Linked DNA regions of Oryctolagus cuniculus: regions 2 and 3 are each linked to region 1. The links are chromatin contacts, called in public Hi-C and Micro-C maps. All regions are on one chromosome and are shown on one strand. Each heading gives the region's core, a stretch centred on a gene start, on an enhancer-like site or on the middle of the called end of the contact. The rest is flanking DNA. Distances are from core to core; before and after follow the strand shown.

Region 1 (3,882 bases), core at 755-3,254:
GTAGTCCCTGTGGCCTTGTGGGGAGGATTAAAGCTGAAACCAGATCGGTGCAAGAACCTGGCGCCTTGCCAGGCACCTGCCCGGCACACAGTAGGCGTCATCTGTTTGTCTGTCTCTGACTTTGAAGGACCCAGATCACTGCTAGTCCTTGTGTGTGACCCACATCTTTGAAGAGCTCCATTTGCCTTCAGTGCTCACCAGAGACTCGTACTAGAACATCAGTAGCCCCAAATAGAAGCTAAATGCACATCCACAGTAGGATGAAGCGAGTGAGGCATCGTGGGGCAGTGGAACACGGTGCAGCAGTGAAAGTTGATGATATGCAACTACACGTGAAAACAGCGATACAGGGCAGCTGGGCCCTTGACAAAGTGGTTAAGACACATCGTGAGCTGCCCACATCCCATATTGGAGCCTGGGTTCAAGTCCTGGCCCTGCTTCCCTTCCTGCTACCTGCTAATGTGTACTCCTGAGAGGCAGCAGATGATGGCTCAAGTGTTTGGGTCCCTGTACCAATTGTGCGGAAGACAGAACTAAATTTCTGGATTCCACCTGACCCAGTCCTGGCTTTTGTGGGCATTTGGAGAGTGAACCAATAGATGGAAGATCTCTCTCTGAAATAAACAACAGGGACAGTGATAACACTCACAAATATAATAGTAGAACATACGATTTTGTCTGTATAAAGTGACCAGACTGATGTCTGCACTTAAAGGTTAGCACAGTAGTTAACCTCACGGGGTGCAGCATGGGGTTGGAGTGGGGACATTCAGTTCTCTTTTGAAATAGTATGTTAAATAATTGGGATATATCTTCCAGTGATTTCTTTTTTTATTTTAGAAATTTTTTTGAAGATTTCTTTATTTGAAAGGGAGAGAGAGGGAGAGAGTCTTCATCTGTTGGCTCCCTCCCCTGTGTCTGCCACAGCCAGAGCCAGAGCAGGGCCAGGTCAAAACCAAGAGCTTGACATTCTGTCTGGGCCTCCTGCATGGGTGGCAGGGCCCCAAACACTCAAGCCATCTGCTGCTGCTGTTCCAGGCACATGAGCAGGGAACTGGATCGGAAGTGGAGCAGCCAGGACTTGAACCGGCACTCCTGTGGGATGCTGGCCTTGTAGGTGGTGGCTTGTCCTGCTGTGGCACAGTGCCCAGCCCTTTCAGTGGCTTTGCTCTCCATTTTTAGTGTGTGAATCGGTTCCAGTTGATCTCACAGGAATACATGTATGGCTAATTATTTACTAGAATATGAACATCAGAGTGATACTTTACTGGGAAGTCATCTCCGGATGGGATTTCCTGAACCGATCCACCGTTGGCCGCAGTGAAAAGCATTGAAGTGGTCGTTTCTCTTGGGTAAGCATGTAAGGCTGCAGTAGAGTGAGTGACGTCGTGTTCAAGGAAGCTTCCTTTTTTGGCAACAGTGACTGGATTAGCTCCCTGCGCTAGCACTAGCGTATTTACAGCATTGTTCCTAGTCTGCTTTCTCTTTTCCTTTCTTTTCTTTCTTCTTCTTTTTTTCTTTTCTATATATTTTGTTTGTTTGAGGAACAAAGTTACAGAGAGGGAGAGAGAGGTCTTTTTTTTTTTTTTTTTGACAGGCAGAGTTAGACAATGAGAGAGACAGAGAGAAAGGTCCTCCTTTTCCGTTGGTTCACCCCCCAAATGGCTGCTACAGCCGGCGCGCTGCGCCGATCCGAAGCCAGGAGCCAGGTGCTTCCTCCTGGTCTCCCATGTGGGTGCAGGGGCCCAAGTACTTGGGCCATCCTCCACTGCCTTCCCGGGCCACACCAGAGAGCTGGACTGGAAGAGGAGCAACCGGGATAGAATCCGGCACCCCAACCGGGACTAGAACCCGGGGTGCCGGCACCGTAGGTGGAGGATTAGCCTAGTGAGCCGTGGCGCCGACCTAGAGAGAGGTCCATCTGCTGGTTCACTCCTCAAATGGCCGTGATGGCCTGAGCTGGGTCGATCCGAAGCCAGGAGCTGAGCTTCTTCTGGGTCTCCCACGTGGGTGCAGGAGCCCAGGAGCTTGGGTCATCTTCCACTGCCTTCCCAGGCCATAGCAAAGAGCTGGATTGGAAGAGGGGCAGCTGGGACACGGAATGGTGCCCGTATGGGATGCCAGTGCCACAGGTGGAGGCTTAACCTACTGGTCACAGTGCCGGCCCTCCAGCCTTAAAAACTGCATATGTTTTTACATTCATGTTAAAGCAGATTTTCCATTCAGTCATTTGATATCAACTGAATTGAGTTTGTTAGTATTTTGTCTTAATTTTTGCAAAGTTTAGTAAGGTTTAAACTTTGTTAAAATATATTTTTTGTGTTTTTAATGAATGGATTAAAAAGATTTTTGTGTAAATAAATGTACATCTAATGAGAACTGCATAGACTGGTTCTCTTCTCAAAATTTTCTTTGCAATTTAAAATTTATCCCTAGAGGGTGCTGTTGTGTTAAAAGTGTAATCATTGAGTTTGAACCATTTTACATTTCTGCACGGCACATATATTAAAACCTCATTACAGTAATGAGCTAGTTCTGAGTAGTAGCTGAGTGTTTTAACCTGCAAATGGCACCATTTCATACATACTACAGTCTGAACAGTCTAAAACACAGCTTAGTAACATTTGCTTTTGTGAAAAGTTTGACAAAACTTTGAGTTTGGGCATCTCCAAATTGGGGAAGTAATCAATATTTTATGATATATTTAGGAATTCTTTGAATTTAGTAGATAGTCTGCTTTCTGTGGTTGATACTTGAGGCATTTGAAAAGCGTTCTGTTTTCGTTTATTGTGCAGTCCCTCCGTGGAGGACCTACTGTGTGCCAGGCGGTCTTTGCAGTGTGGCAGGTGAGGCCTGACCGCCTTGCCTTAAGGTTGTGTGCAGAACTCTGCTGCGGTGTTGCCCAGGGGAGAGTAATCCCAGCTAATGGTCCTTAGCCAGGTTTCTGCTAGGCCTCTCCGGAATTCACATTCTAATCAGTGTTTCCAAGAAAACAGTTTGAAGTCTTCTTAGCACTCACTGTTAGGTTTTAATTGAACGCCTCCTGTATGCTTTCCTCCTCACAACCTTACTGTAGCAGTTGAGATGATCCGATGGACAGGTGCGCGTGCCCGGGCAGTGCGGTGCCTCACACATGACTGGTCACCCCGTCACCCTGTGCTGATAGGTGTCTAGACGTGATGATGACACCTGGCTCCTGGCTTCTCTGATGCCTCTGGTCCAGGCATGGCCAGACCCAGCGTCTCCCTTTGGTAAGGTTTGTTTTGGTTGTTATTCACGTATTCAGTTTAGAAAACTTAAGGAGAGGAAGAGAGCTTACCTGTTTGTGGTACCATCCCGGGAGGATGAGAGTGATTGTGGCCATGGGGCGGCTAACAGCGCCTCGCGTTATGTCTAAGAGATCCCGTGAACCCCGAGGTGGCCCCTGCTCTGCAGGTGGAAGTTAGTGTCTGGAGAGCGATGTTGACCGCTGGGCTTTTATTCAGTCCAGTCGTGAGCCTGAGCTCTTCTCTGGCCATCCTGCCATCCTTATTCCACAAAGACGCGGACACGCCTTCGTGAGGACCGTGCGTGCAGCTCTTAACATGTGCTGTGGAGGGTTTCACACGGAAGAGTAAGGCCTGTTGTCCTCCTCTGCAAGTGTTGATGATCTCGCTTGGGGAACTGATACTGACATGTGACAATCCAGACACTGGAGAGGACAAACGGTGCTAGAAGCTTAGGCAAACAGCTGTCCTGTCAGCTCTGCTCTGCAGAGCACATACCTCGCCTTGAGCGCTCTGGATCCTCCAAAGGTCTAAATGAATGTTCGAATTTGTATTTCCTTTGGTTGTTAGGATTTAAGTAAAAGAAGAGGTCTTGGTTTTTCAAAGTAAGATAGAT
Region 2 (3,882 bases), core at 936-3,435, 210 kb after region 1:
ATCAGGGAGCCCCCTCACCTACTCTGTTAGGAGATTATCAGGGAGCCCCCTCACCTACTCTGTTAGGAGATTATCAGGAGCCCCCTCACCTACTCTGTTAGGAGATTATCAGGAGCCCCGCTCACTTACTCTGTTAGGAGATTATCAGGAGCCCCCTCACCTACTCTGTTAGGAGATTATCAGGGAGCCCCGCTCACTTACTCTGTTAGGAGATTATCAGGAGCCCCCTCACCTACTCTGTTAGGAGATTATCAGGAGCCCCGCTCACTTACTCTGTTAGGAGATTATCAGGGAGCCCCGCTCACTTACTCTGTTAGGAGATTATCGGGAGCCCCCTCACCTACTCTGTTAGGAGATTATCAGGGAGCCCCCTCACCTACTCTGTTAGGAGATTATCAGGAGCCCCGCTCACTTACTCTGTTAGGAGATTATCAGGAGCCCCCTCACCTACTCTGTTAGGAGATTATCAGGGAGCCCCCTCACCTACTCTGTTAGGAGATTATCAGGGAGCCCCCTCACCTACTCTGTTAGGAGATTACCAGGAGTCCCCTCACCTACTCTGTTAGGAGATTATCAGGGAGCCCCCTCACCTACTCTGTTAGGAGATTATCAGGAGCCCCCCTCACCTACTCTGTTAGGAGATTATCGGGAGCCCCCTCACCTACTCTGTTAGGAGATTATCAGGAGCCCCCCTCACCTACTCTGTTAGGAGATTATCAGGGAGCCCCGCTCACCTACTCTGTAGGAGATTATCAGGAGCCCCCTCACCTACTCTGTTAGGAGATTATCAGGGAGCCCTGCTCACCTACTCTGTTAGGAGATTATCAGGGAGCCCCCTCACTTACTCTGTAGGAGATTACCAGGAGCCCCCTCACCTACCCTCTGTTAGGAGATTATCAGGGAGCCCCCTCACCTACTCTGTTAGGAGATTATCAGGAGCCCCCTCACCTACTCTGTTAGGAGATTATCAGGGAGCCCCCTCACCTACTCTGTTAGGAGATTATCAGGAGCCCCCTCACCTACTCTGTTAGGAGATTATCGGGAGCCCCCTCACCCGCGTGCTCTCGTGCCTCTTGCCAGCGCTAACTGCTCAGAGTGAGAACCCAGGCGTCTTTGCGTTGCACTCACAGCACCCGATTATCTTTATTTCACTGGCCAGCCAGGCCTACAAAATGCATAGAAAAACTTCTGGCGCCTGTGCCAAATGATTTCCATACAAAAATCAATCCTGTCAAGTTATTCTGAGACCAATCTACTCAGCCATTCAAGGAAAAAAAAAGAAAAGAAAGCACCCCTCTAAAGAGCACACAACCCCCAAACTTGTATTTCTCAAGACAGAGCCACACCGGACTCCCCGAGACCCTGCCGTGCGCAGATGTGCGGTATCTCAAAGAGCCAAGAGGCGCAGGAACACACTCACTCTCACACGCAATCACTGACCGACAGTGAGCTCCAAACCTCAGCGCGGGCGCTTGCGATCCATGACGACGACACGGGCTTAGCTTACTTTTGAAGCACAAATAAATTCTGGAGCATCTAAGTTTAACCAAACTTCTCAACAGTGTTCATCAAATCTGAGCTCAATTTTCACTGAAACTTGTCAGGACCGTTCTCCTAAGACAGGACCCAAGAAGAGTTTTCCGAAGAAGCCTGCCAACTCAGACCATTTCTCTAGGACGGAATTCCTTCCACCCTGCCAGATTCAGGGTGCGGGGCACCGAGACCCCTGGTTCTAACAGGGAGGCCGCGGTTTGGCCCCAGGACCATGACACTGTTTTGCACAGAACTCTAACACGACTATCTGTGCTTATACAGAAACTCCTGAGTTTTTAAAGCCCAGGTTAAACCACTGGGTGTTAGAAGGCTTAAAAGGACACCCAAAAGGAAATCAGCTATCATACTGAGTATACATGTAAAAATAACTCCGACAGTTTCTCAAAGCCTATTAAAAAATGAGATGCCATCACTGTAGCTGTGAGATACACCAGCCGGTTCCCATTACTGCTCGCGCTATTTTTAGAGCCTCTGCAAAGATCAAAGGCGAAGGGGCCCTCTCCAGGCCCCTAATCTCTGCCTATGCTTCCTCGGTCAGGCCTTGGTCTCCCAAGGAGGCATGGCGGGGCTGCCTGCAAACAACCCCTGTCCCCGTCCACTCCCATCCACTCTGTGAGAAGGGGGTGGTCAGAGACCAGCGAAGTTCAAGGTCAAGCCAAAATGCCTGCCGTGCGTGCTTCAGCACAGAGCACACTGGCTCGGCTTCTTCTGTCCACTGCCCATGCAGTCTCCACAGGCCACTTCTCGGTGAGAACAATACAATGAGCACAGTGTCCTTTTCCAGTGTTAGGACCCCACTCCTCCCCCACACAAAGGCCGGGGTTGGTTTTCTTGGCTCTGGCTGGTGGGAGGTGGCCGGGCTCGCTCTGGGGCTGAGAGGCAGGACCACTTACTTTGGAAGAACAAGCGGTGCATTTGTCGAACGCCAGGCTGACGGGAAGGACGTTATCAAACCGGGACAGAAATCCCCGAATCTAAAAACAAACAGAATGAAGAATTCACATCACGCTGGGGAAGGCCCCATCTCTGAAATGCACTTCTGGGTCCTGGCATGATGGACATGGCTTCTCTCCCATAGATGTGAGAGTTGGACGTGGGATAAATGAAAACTTATTCAATTTGATGTTAGGTGGGGTCTCACAAGGGGAGATGGGCTGGGGACCAAGGAAGGCAGAGACAGTCCAAAATACATATCCAGTTGACTTGGAGCAAACTTCAACAGCAACATATTGACGAGGAAATGGCACCACCTAGTGCACACACTTGTGTACTACAGCTGGTTTACATGCAGACACTATCAGTTTTAACCATTCTCTTTATTCACAAAACTGTACTAGCACTATTATCTATTCACAGTATTATGCCTGGACAACTATATTTACATCAAAGTGCTTTTTAAACCTATAGAATGGCATTAAAGTGTTTTACTAAAAATACAAATGGCAAAAAAAAATTTTTTTTGGACAGGCAGAGTTAGACAGTGAGAGAGAGACAGACAGAAAGGTCTTCCTTTTCCGTTAGTTCACCCCCCAAGTGGTCGCTGCAGCTGGTGCACTGCGCCGATCTGAAGCCAGGAGCCAGGCGCTTCCTCCCAGTCTCCCATGCAGGTGCAGGGCCCAAGGACCTGGCCATCCTCCACTGCACTCCCTGGCCACAGCAGAGAGCTGGACTGGAAGAGGAGCAAGCAGGACAGAATCCGGCGCCCCAACCGGGACTAGAACCCGGGGTGCCAGCGCCAAAGGCAGAAGATTAGCCAGCCGAATGGCAAAATTTCTCAAGACTCCACAGCACTCAGCATCTGCACTCAGACAAACATGCATCTCCTGTGGGTTAATTCACTGCACCTTCCCAACCCTGCCATTTTATGTTGATAAAACAGCCTCAAAAAGGGGAAGGCACTTGGCTGAGGAATCAACCAGCGACGGGGCCCAGCTTCAAAGGCCTCGGACCCCAAAGCTGGCTGGCTCCCTCCCCCTTCCTCCCTCTCCCAGGGTAGCAAAGCTCAGCTTCCAGCATTAATATTCGGTCTCTTCACAACCTGAACCTCAACGGAGCAGCAGAAGAGCCCCCCCCCCCCCGCCCCGCCACCCTACCAGCAGCAGCCCACAGCACAGGAAGCCCAGGACTGGCCTGATAGGCTCTTCCGGGAGAGCAGCACCCTTCCCCGGGTGGCCAGCCCGTCTCTCTGCCAAACGTGCACACTTTTTCCTCTGCACAGCCTCCAGGGAAGGAATGCCTATCGCAATTGTGGGAACGTCTCTATCACCACGCCGTGTTGTTTCAACGTAATCCAAGATCAAAGGAATCTCACAGAAATGAGGGAAAATG
Region 3 (3,882 bases), core at 813-3,312, 170 kb before region 1:
TTTACATAAACCACTTTTGCCTCTAGGTGGCAGCAAAGATCAAACTTGATGAACAAACCTGAAAAGAGCGTGTGGTTTCAATTCGGACAAGAAACGAGAGAGGAGTGGTATTTGGCACGGCTGTCAAGTCCCCACTTGGGACTCCCACGCCCCACATGGGAGCACCTGAGTTTGAGTCCTGACTCTGCTCCCAGTTCCAGCTTCCTGCTAGTGCACATCCTGGGGGGCAGAGGTGGTAGATCAAGTCTTTGGATTCCAGGCACCATCCCCCACCCACACACACACACAAGAGGGGGAGCAGATTCAATTCTGGGATCCTGGCTTCAGCAGGCACTTGGGGAGTGAACCACCAATGGGAGATCTCTCTGTCTCTGCCTTTCAAATAAAATGAAGAATAATAGAAATATGAGTGAATGTCTTAACAAAGAATTTTAAGAATATGAGTAAGGTGTCTGTTTCTATGTTTTTAAAAGATTTATTTTCTTTATTTGAAAGGCAGAGTTACACAGAGAGAGATCTTCCATCCACTGGTTCACTCCCCAAATGGCCACAATGGCCAGGGCTGGGCCAGGCCAAAGCCAGGAGTCAAGAGCTTCATCTGGGTCTTCCACATGGTTGCAGGGGCCCAAACACTTGGGCCATCTTCCCCTGCTTTCTCAGGCACATTAATAGGGAGGCAGATAGGAAGTCAGTAGGCGGAACTAGCACCAGTGCCCTTATGGGATGCTGGCATTGCAGGTGGTGGCTTTACCAGCTGTGCCGCACTTCTGGCCTCTGTGTTTTATGTGTTTTAAAGGGAGTTACATTGTCTTAAGTTTCATAATTATCTTAAAATTTTGCAAATTTTTTAAAAAATTTATTTATTTATTTGAAAGTCAGAGTTACAGAGAGAGAAAGACAGAGACAGAGAGATCTTCCAAGTACTGGTTCGCTCCCCAGATAGCCATAACAGCCAGTCCTGAACCAAATGGAAGCCAGGAGCCCGGAGTTTCTTCCAGTACTCAGTGCATGGCAGAGGCCCAAGCACACGGGCCATCCTCTGCTGCTTTTCCCAGGGTGTTAGCAGGGAGCTGGATTGGAAGCAGGGCAGCTGGGACTGGAACCAGCACTCATGTGGAATACTGGTTTCACAGGTGGCAGCTTAATGTGCTGTGCCACAACACCAGCCCCACTGTTTTCTTCTTAAAAACATTCTTTACTTTTTATAAGTTTTGTGCATGTGTGTTGGATCCTTCTGTCATGTTATTCTAAAGGTATGCAGAGTCTTTGAAAAGCTCGTGGAAATACATGTTATCAAAAAGGTGAATGGATTTCCAAAATGTTTGCACCAAAATAAACTTCTCTTTTAATTCAGTTTTCCACGAAACTTCTCTTTGGAAGATCCCTCACATTGATAATTTTGCTTGAATTTTTAAAGCGTTAACAGAGTTGGTATCTACCATCGTATTGAGAGGATTTTAATTTATTTGCATCTTTGAAGTACAATTCATACATCACACAGCTCAGCCATTTGAAGTGCACAGTTCAGTGGCTTTGAGCGAATTCATGGGGTTGTACAGCCATCACCTTCCCATAGCTTCATTGACTGTGAATGGAAAAGTCCCTGAAGTGGGAATCGGAGAGCCAGTCTTGGCTGTGAGCCGCTGTGAGCAAGTGCTGGGGCCTTTGGCCTTTGAGATGAGAAGATTGAGTCATCCGTTTTGCCGTTCAGAGAACAGCCATCTCCTTCTCTGGTGTGCCGAAGGAATGGCAAAGTCCTAAGAGAGGCTAAACTGGGGGTCTCCCAGGCTAAATCGAGGGTCCTCTGGCTCTCAGGGGTCCCCCGGCTCTGATGTCCATTGTTTCTTCTTCGACCTCAAGCAGCGACTGAGAACAAGTCACCGTCCTGGTGGTTGAGGATGAGAGCCGCTGGGTCGGGCTGCACTCCCCGCAGCTCGAGCAGTGTCCCTGTGACCACCTGTGACCCTCTGTACTCACAGATCTCCCCTGTGAACCTCCTCCCAGCCCCGCCTCCCTGCATCACAGAGCTCGTTGCCTGTGGCCAGGGACTCTGTGCAGCGTTGCCGATGCAGTTCAGGTCAGGCCACTCCCGGTCACACACAAACGGCTGCTCCCAAGTCTGAGGACTCTCCTTTTCCCAGGCCTCTCTGGCAGTGCCCCAAGAGCTCTCTGGCTTCTCCCTCTGCACAACAAATAGTGGTGCCGCTGAGACCAGTTCCTGGTTCACCTATCACCGAAGACCCAGATCAGCACAGTGCCAGGACCTTCTGAATTGACATTTTTCCTTTCAGTAAGGATGCTTTTATGTTCACTCTCTTAACCTTAAACTGGCAAGCAGACGGCTTTCTTACAAAGCAACTAGGACAGCTTTCTCGGACAACGAGTGGTGTTTTGTTAACCAGGAAAATGTCCCCAAACTTAACCCTTTCCATCTCTGAGTTAGTAGCATCCCCACAGAGCTTGTCATTGCAGTGAGTTTCTATAAAACCACCCAAGAAACAAAGGGTGAAGAACCACTGAGAAGCAGATATGTGGGCGTTGCAGGGCTGTGGAGCCCTGGACAGATCAGGGACCTGGGTCCTGGGCCGGTGGGTGACCGCTTGTCTTGGGGAAATCTTTGTACGCCTCTGAGCCTCAGTAAATGACGAGGTCACCCTCTTAGATCCGTGGTTCGATATGGAATACAAGGTTTGGAAAAATTATTCAAGGAATAAACATAGGAGTTACAGTACCTTAAAATCTGCTCTAATCATCTTTCAAGATAAATCAAACAGAATACATCCTTAGCTGAATGCATGAGAACAATTTAAAACATTGAGAGCTTGATTGACAGAGTCTGAGGTGTTACCCTGATTCCTGCCATCAACTTGGGCATCCTTAGGAAACGCACCTCCCTGCACTGTCCCTTGGTTCAGCTCTCTGCGGATGATTGCAGTAACACTAAACTCACCCCAAGTGCTGAATTTTTTTTTTAAGTTTTCATTTCTTTTTTTTCCTTTTTTTTAAGATTTATTTATTTATTTTAGAGGTAGCGTTACAGGCAGAGAGAGGGAGAAACAGAAAAGGAGGTCTTCCATCTTCTGGTTTACTCCCCAAATGGCCACAATGGCCAGAACTGGGCTGATCCAAAACCAAGAGCCAGGAGCTGCCTCCAGATCGCTCATGTGGGTGCAGGGGTCCAAGCAGTTGGGTCATCTACCACTGCTTTCCCAGACCATAGCAGAGAGCTGGATCAGAAGAGGAGCAGCCGGGACACAAACCAGCACTCATATGGGATGCTGGCACTGCAGGTGGAGGCTTAACCTCCTACACCAGGCTCCAGCCCTAAAGGTTTAGTTAAGGTCTGTGGAGTCCTCATCATCACACCTGCGGAGAAAATCCACACTTGATCAATCAAGTGACGTGAGGTTTGCCTGTTAGAAATATCCCCCTAAAAAAGTGTCAGAAAAAGTAAAAGGTAGAATTTAGATTCTTAAGCCTGATATATAAAATAGTTCTCAATTTTATAATCCTGTTTTCCATAGTTATTTAAAAAACAAGAGGGAGAAGAATAGCTGGGGAATATACATTGTTCTCTTTTCTAATCACGCTTGATTTTACAGTTTCTTGTAGAGTGTCTTTTATGTGCCTTCTTACTTTGTCATCAGTCATCCATGTTTGACAAATAAGCGAGTTTTGCCCTGTCTCCTACAGTAGAAGATTCACTGGCGGCGCCGTATAGTATAGATGGTGGACACATTTGTGAGACATGGGAAACCCTGCTAGTAGTCGGCACCCCTTTCCTGTGTATAGGGCAGTCAAAGCAACCCGATATTTTTTTTTAATTTTTTATTTTATTTTATTTATTTTTTGACAGGCAGAGTTAGACAGTGAGAGAGAGAG

The links. A called contact is a pair of places that touch in the nucleus more often than the background predicts.
Region 2: a Micro-C map of ear pinna shows a contact between it and region 1, with 7 times the contacts expected there. The contact joins two enhancer-like sites. A contact is called at or near these places in 5 of 6 Hi-C or Micro-C datasets (ear pinna, embryonic fibroblasts, psoas muscle and 2 more).
Region 3: a contact with region 1 is called in a Hi-C map of an unstated tissue, with 5 times the contacts expected there. The contact joins two enhancer-like sites. A contact is called at or near these places in 3 of 6 Hi-C or Micro-C datasets (embryonic fibroblasts, skin fibroblasts and an unstated tissue).

Annotation. Positions count from the first base shown.
Region 1 is chr10:115,526,702-115,530,583 of mOryCun1.1, forward strand. All of the region lies in intron 2 of VGLL4 (vestigial like family member 4), which reads left to right. Among named protein-coding and RNA genes, the nearest start is that of VGLL4, 110 kb to the left of the region's middle. Within about 2 kb of position 2,005, at least 1 of the 8 cell types and tissues checked has an H3K27ac peak or open chromatin away from gene starts, as enhancers often do.
Region 2 is chr10:115,737,031-115,740,912 of mOryCun1.1, forward strand. It overlaps ATG7 (autophagy related 7), which reads right to left. Exons shown (of 20, transcript XR_011379656.1): 18 at 2,448-2,528. Among named protein-coding and RNA genes, the nearest start is that of ATG7, 99 kb to the right of the region's middle. Within about 2 kb of position 2,186, at least 1 of the 8 cell types and tissues checked has an H3K27ac peak or open chromatin away from gene starts, as enhancers often do.
Region 3 is chr10:115,357,804-115,361,685 of mOryCun1.1, forward strand. All of the region lies in intron 3 of TAMM41 (TAM41 mitochondrial translocator assembly and maintenance homolog), which reads left to right. Among named protein-coding and RNA genes, the nearest start is that of TAMM41, 12 kb to the left of the region's middle. Within about 2 kb of position 2,063, at least 1 of the 8 cell types and tissues checked has an H3K27ac peak or open chromatin away from gene starts, as enhancers often do.